Regions from separate parts of the Arachis hypogaea genome. Here region 2 is linked to region 1. Evidence: chromatin contacts called from public Hi-C data. All regions are on one chromosome and are shown on one strand. The core of a region is the stretch at or near the end of the contact, and the rest is flanking DNA. Distances in the headings are between cores, read along the strand shown.

Evidence for each region. Hi-C and Micro-C count contacts between places; a contact is called where the count stands out from the background.
Region 2: a Hi-C map of leaf shows a contact between it and region 1, with 2.7 times the contacts expected there. The contact joins the enhancer-like site here to the promoter of LOC140174303 in region 1. A contact is called at or near these places in 2 of 8 Hi-C or Micro-C datasets (both in leaf).

What each region holds. Positions count from the first base shown.
Region 1 is chr7:17,330,013-17,333,120 of arahy.Tifrunner.gnm2.J5K5, forward strand. It overlaps LOC140174303 (zinc finger BED domain-containing protein RICESLEEPER 3-like), which reads right to left and starts at 1,595. Exons shown (of 3, transcript XM_072198730.1): 1 at 1,499-1,595; 2 at 920-1,151; 3 at 1-387. The coding sequence starts at 1,595.
Region 2 is chr7:17,414,509-17,417,339 of arahy.Tifrunner.gnm2.J5K5, forward strand. No RefSeq gene overlaps it. Among protein-coding and RNA genes, the nearest start is that of LOC112702678, 12 kb to the right of the region's middle. Within about 2 kb of position 1,368, at least 3 of the 3 cell types and tissues checked have open chromatin away from gene starts, as enhancers often do.

The DNA.
Region 1 (3,108 bases), core at 345-2,844:
TTCCTTGTGCATTCATTAGAATCTTCACATACCCTAGCAAACTTATATTCAAGCCCATCAAGCTTATACCTAGGATCTAGAATTACAGCAACACCCATAATGCCATGAATGTCTTCCCAATACTTATCAAACTTTTTCTTCATCATACATGCCATGCTACTAATAACTGGGTTAGGAGAAACAACCCATTTTTCCAATCCAACATGTATCTCACATACTTTATTGAAGTAAATGTTGGTAGTTGGAACTTGAGTTCCAGAAAATAATTGAGTCACATCATAAAAAAGTTTTAATTTAGCACAAATTTCTTTTGCAAGTTTCCATTCCTCATTACTTGGCACATTTTTATAATTGGAGTCTTTTTGTTTTAGTCGAGCAAAGACATCTCTGTACAACCATGTAGTTTCTAACATCACATAAGTGGAATTCCATCTAGTTATACAATCAAGAGATAATTTTTTGGTAAAGGAAACACCTGACTTACTACACTAACTCACAAAAGTTTCATGTCTTTTACGAGTTGAAGTCTAATACACCACACTATTACGAATTTTCTCCATACTTTCTTTAACTAAATTGAAACCATCCTTCAAAATTAGGTTTAAAATATGAGCACAGCAACGCATATGCAATAACTTACCCCCTAACAATAAATAATTTGAGTCTAGACATCCCAACAATACATCAATCATAGTATCATTTGTAGAACAATTATCCAATGTAATAGTTGATAATTTTCTATCTAAGTTCCACTCCAACAAAACTTTCATTAATGCATTAGAGAGAACTTCACTTGAATGAGGAGCAGGAACATAAGTAAAGTTGAAAATTATTATAAATATATCAGATAAAAAAAATCACAAGTACATCAAGCATTAGAAAGCATATCTTATACTAGAAGCAAAGTTTAAGGTATTACCTAAATACCCGCATTTGTAAATTCCATGAATTATCAATGTAGTGTGCTGTAACAAGCATGTATCCTTTTTTCTGGTTGGAAGTCCACATGTCAGTTGTAATAGCCACTCGACTATCATTTACATCCATCATCTTGTTTATGTTAAGCTTCTCCACTTCGTATATTTCCAAGATATCCTTCTTGATTGTGTTTCGGCTTGGCATCTTAAACGTTGGTTGCATTGAAGCAAACACTTCTCTTGTTGCAACATGATCCACATATGACAAAGGATACTCATGCATACAAATGGACTTGGCAATCAATTTTCTTGTGTGAGATGCATCAATATAAAAGAATCTGAACTATTCTTTCCATGTCTTTGAAGAGATTCGGTAATTGTTGATTATCTTGAATTTGCTAATTTTATTCTCTTACAATAATGGAGCACATGTTTCTTCAAATTCGTACTCTCATTCCTTGGATTGGCACCAAGAACAGACTTACAATGGTTGCACTTTTCCTTCCACTCTTTTCCCTCTTTATATCTACTAAAGTATTGCCAATAAACACTTTTCAATAAAGATTTGTTGCTATTTTCACCTGAGGCAGACTCGTCTGGAACAAAATTAGCAGTTTCTTCAATAGGAGTTTCTTCTTGTTGTTCTTGAGCCACTACATCTATATTGGTACTATCCATTATTACCTACACAATAGTAAAATAAATAATTGGAGAGAGGGATCCGCGCTAGCCTATTTCGCGTTGGAAAACTCTACCGAAGTGTATGTGTTAAGGATATAGTCATTTCACCGATACGGATAACCGACTTGAGGAGGAAGACCCCTTTCATTTTTGAAGTACCTAGTGGCGAAAATTCGAAAGTAGGAAAAAGGCAAGATCAAAGTTCTTCCTTGAGGCCGGCTCAGCTAACCGATATGATGCCGAATTCCCGGCTCGCTTTTCTTTCGCGCCTTCTGTTAGGTGGGCAGCGCTACCCCCCTTTGTTTGCGTTGTCCTGCTTTCGCGGTAGAAGCAGGAATTAAAAATTCAAGCATGCTGAAAAATTATTAAGATTCAGAAAAATCATTTATACATAAAAAACTTAGGAATCCAATTTTTATACATAAAATTTATCAAACTAAATTTACCATTTATCTAGTCCACTTTCGCTCTTTCTTTCAATTACAAGTTTCTGTCCTTAAAAAAACAATATCCTTTTATAAAAATTGGAAATTTCTTTTATGACCTGACTTCATATTGAAAAATTTTGCCAAGTTCCGACTCCAACTTATTTGAGGGCCTTATTTTTTTCTCATCGTAAAATTAAATCTTTTTTAGTATAATATTTAAGAATACAATTTTCCAATATATATTGCATTCACATCAACTGTAAATCTAAAGCAACAAATTTGATCAATTTAAGCATTTACATTCCAAGAAAACAACACTAAGCTAGTTGGGCACAACAAGCATTGAATAAAACTAAATAATACAGATAATTATGGTGTAATGCAAAGGCATATATATACACATGGATATTGCATAAACTGTAATAGTAGGACCGAATAATTACATGAACTTGGTTTTTCTTTTTTTTTTCTCTCTTATTTTTGGTATAGCTACTTCCCTACAGCTACCAATCACATCATCTAATCAAACTCTAGCATGAAAAACTTATTATTCACCACTAGTAAAGTCCTAATTTTCACAGATTCAAATGCAAAGTACATACCAAGAAGAAAACAAAGCAGTAGCGTAGAGAGGAGAGAAGGTCACGAATCAGCGGCATTGCGAGGAGAGCACAGAGGAGGAAGAAGAGTGGTGGCAATGGAGGAACGAGGAACAAGGAGGGAGAGTTGGGGCAATAGAGTACTGAGGTCTGAGGCTTATGGCTTGGGAAGAAACTTGGGAAGAAACGGCGCTACCAGAGTACCAGCCTCCCACTTAGTCTTAGGGTTTCTAATGAGTGATTTCTGAATCTTGAATTATATATATGATTTTTATTTTTGTTTAATTTTTATTTTATGGTAATTTCATAAATATACAAATGCAATATATTATCAAAGTAAGTAACTAGTTTAGTGGTTAATTGCTACACATGAAGGAGGTTGAGGGTTCAACTCTCACCTCCTTCACTATGCATATAAATTTTTAAAAACATGTTATATATGGGGGTGCGGGTAGGGTAGGGTAGGGTACATCCTAAACCCGT
Region 2 (2,831 bases), core at 118-2,617, 84 kb after region 1:
GAAGTGCAAGAATTATTTTGTTGTTGTTCATAATCTCCTCTCTTTAATAGGTTAAGAGCAATGCTAAGGAACCAAAAGGATATTAGCCAAAAATTAGCCAAAATATTTTTGGTGAATCCAAAATTTTTACGAATTAATATATATAGATGTTTCTTCTGCTAAGTATCAGAATGTTTCTTTTCATACTAAATAGATGTTCTTTTATATATTTTTCGAATTTTTTTGTATTGCAAATGTGAATGTCTCTATTTCTTTAAAAATTTCATATTTTTTTTAAATTTTATAGATATTTAATTATTTTTGCTAAAATATAATTAAATATTTCTTTTGTTAAGTATTAGGATGTTTTTTTCATATTAAATGAATATTTTTTTATATTTTTGTTTAAATGCTTGTAACATCCACGAGAAATTTTGTTTATAACCTGGTTGGTGACATTTAAGTCTAAGATTACAAAGGAAGAGAAGTTTGTTGTCCCTAGCAAATCATCTACATAGGATGATGATGGTATTTATGTGGTAACAGAAATCAATTAGTGAGAAGGTGGATCTGGATTGAACTTGACAGATTCTCTCCATATGAGTTCCTTGACATCCTCTTCAGTGCATGTTGGATGCTCAAAGTCAAAACTTAATGGCCTCGGATAAACCAGCTCATCATTGATGACCTCTGTCGCCTTCTTAGATAGCACAATCGGCCTCAGGCTTATGCCGGAGTTACTCGATCTTGACGCGCCTGTTCTTGTCGCTGTTGACGCCGGCTCCGAGGGGAAGTCACGTGCGCTGACGCGCGGAAATTCTGAGACTCGAACCCGAGTCCGAACATAAGGTTCACAAGCTTCCGATCTAGTAAAGACAATTCCGACTAGAAGTGGAAGCGATCGGAAGAGTGGGTTGCGGTGGGGAGGCGGAGAGGGCCTGACGGTGAGAGAGAAATTGATTTTTAGAGGTGAGTAGATTAATGTAAAAGAGAAAAAGAAGGTTTTTATAGGTTTTAATTAGGTTTAGTTAATCAATTTTTAATTTTTTAAATTTTGAATTTAAAAAATTTAAAATTAATTATTAATATAAATTAATGTGGTTTTGTTTAGTTTTTAGCTGGTAACATTTTGGTTCTATATACTTTTTCATAGGTTAATGATTAGTCTGCTGCGGATTTAAGTTCTATTTTAAAATTGCTGTTGGCTAATAAATTATTATATATACAATATGAGATTTTAATTCTAATAACATTTACTATAGCAGAGAAATGAATTAACTACTTAATCAATATATAGTTGTGCAACATTTTTTTTTTTGTATACTTATACAGTGCAACATTTATTTTGTTCCGCTGAATGTGTGCTAGTTGGGCCTGAAACGAAAAATACAGGGAAAAAAATTGGGTGACCCGGTTAAAGAATAGTCCTTCTGAATAAGTCTAATGACCCCAACCACGAAAAAGGAAAAAACAAATTAGAAAACAAAAAGCAAAAAACATAAAAGTGTAATGGCAGAAATCCACTGAGCCTGCAAGCGAATCCTATTCCACTAAAGAACCTGATGCTAGCGAACAGACCAGTTCTGAACACCACCAAAGCATTCAAGAATAAGTTTATTATCATGGGGAGTGAATTTTCTCTAGTTGGATGGTATCCATTGAAAAATTTTATCCTTTATTATATTTTTTCTCTCATTTATTTTTAGTCTTACTTGTAAAATTAAAAATAAAAAATTATACTTTATTCTCTTCAATGACAAAAAAATAGAGAGGATTCATTTCCATTATCATAACCAAAACCCAAAAAAAAATTATGTTTATTATTGGGATAATATATTATTTTTGTCCTAAACTTTGAATTAAACATTTTATTTTATTTGTGTTCTACCTATTTAAAAAGTGATTAAATATAATTGTTATTTTTAACCCCTAAAAAATACTAATAATAGAAGATAAATATTTTCTCAAATGCAAAATTAGTTTTTGTAATTTAGTAGAAAAAAATCTAGTTTTTTTTTATAGATACATGAAAACAATGATGTAACAAGAATCTTTTGTAAATTAATTTTTTATTTTTAATTGTATTTTTGAACTATTTTTAAAATTTACTTACAACAATAACAACTTAAGATTTGTCATATACAATATTCATTAAATATGTCACTGTATTTATTAGTAATTTTTTATTAAGTTAGGTGAATTAATATTTAGTTATTTTTAAATCTTTGAGATATAAATAAAATACAAAAATGACCAGAAACAACATTGATATTTATTCTAAACTGAAGCAATATGGTTTTAGAACTTCATTTTGCATAAATACTAAACTAAACAATTTTAATTAAAATAAGTAACACATATTGTGATTTGGAAACATATTTATTAAATAAAAGTGTTAATATTTTCAGAGACAGCGGCCCTTGATTTTGTATTTTTTATTTTTACTAATAGCTAGAATGCTAGAGTTACAAATGATTTTAAAAAAAAAAAATTCTCTTTCCCAAACATGCATTAATTCATCACTTTCCACAACTTTTTTTTTTTTATTTTCTCTTGGTTTAAATCCTTCCCCCCTAGATCTAGCTAACTTGCATTTATTATTTTCAACTTGAATTTGAATATTGGGTGCAGCTAAATATCATAAGTGATGTTTACTTCCTAAAGTTTAAATCATTTTCAGCTACACACACCTACACGCTTGCATATGATAATATCAAAGAGCAACCTTTTCCAAGGTCAAAACACCAATTTATAAACAGTATAAAGTGACATATCACTGGACCTTTTCAACCGAGTCACATGATTCTGCATGTGCTGCTACATGGCGATTGAAAATGATGTACATAAAAAAA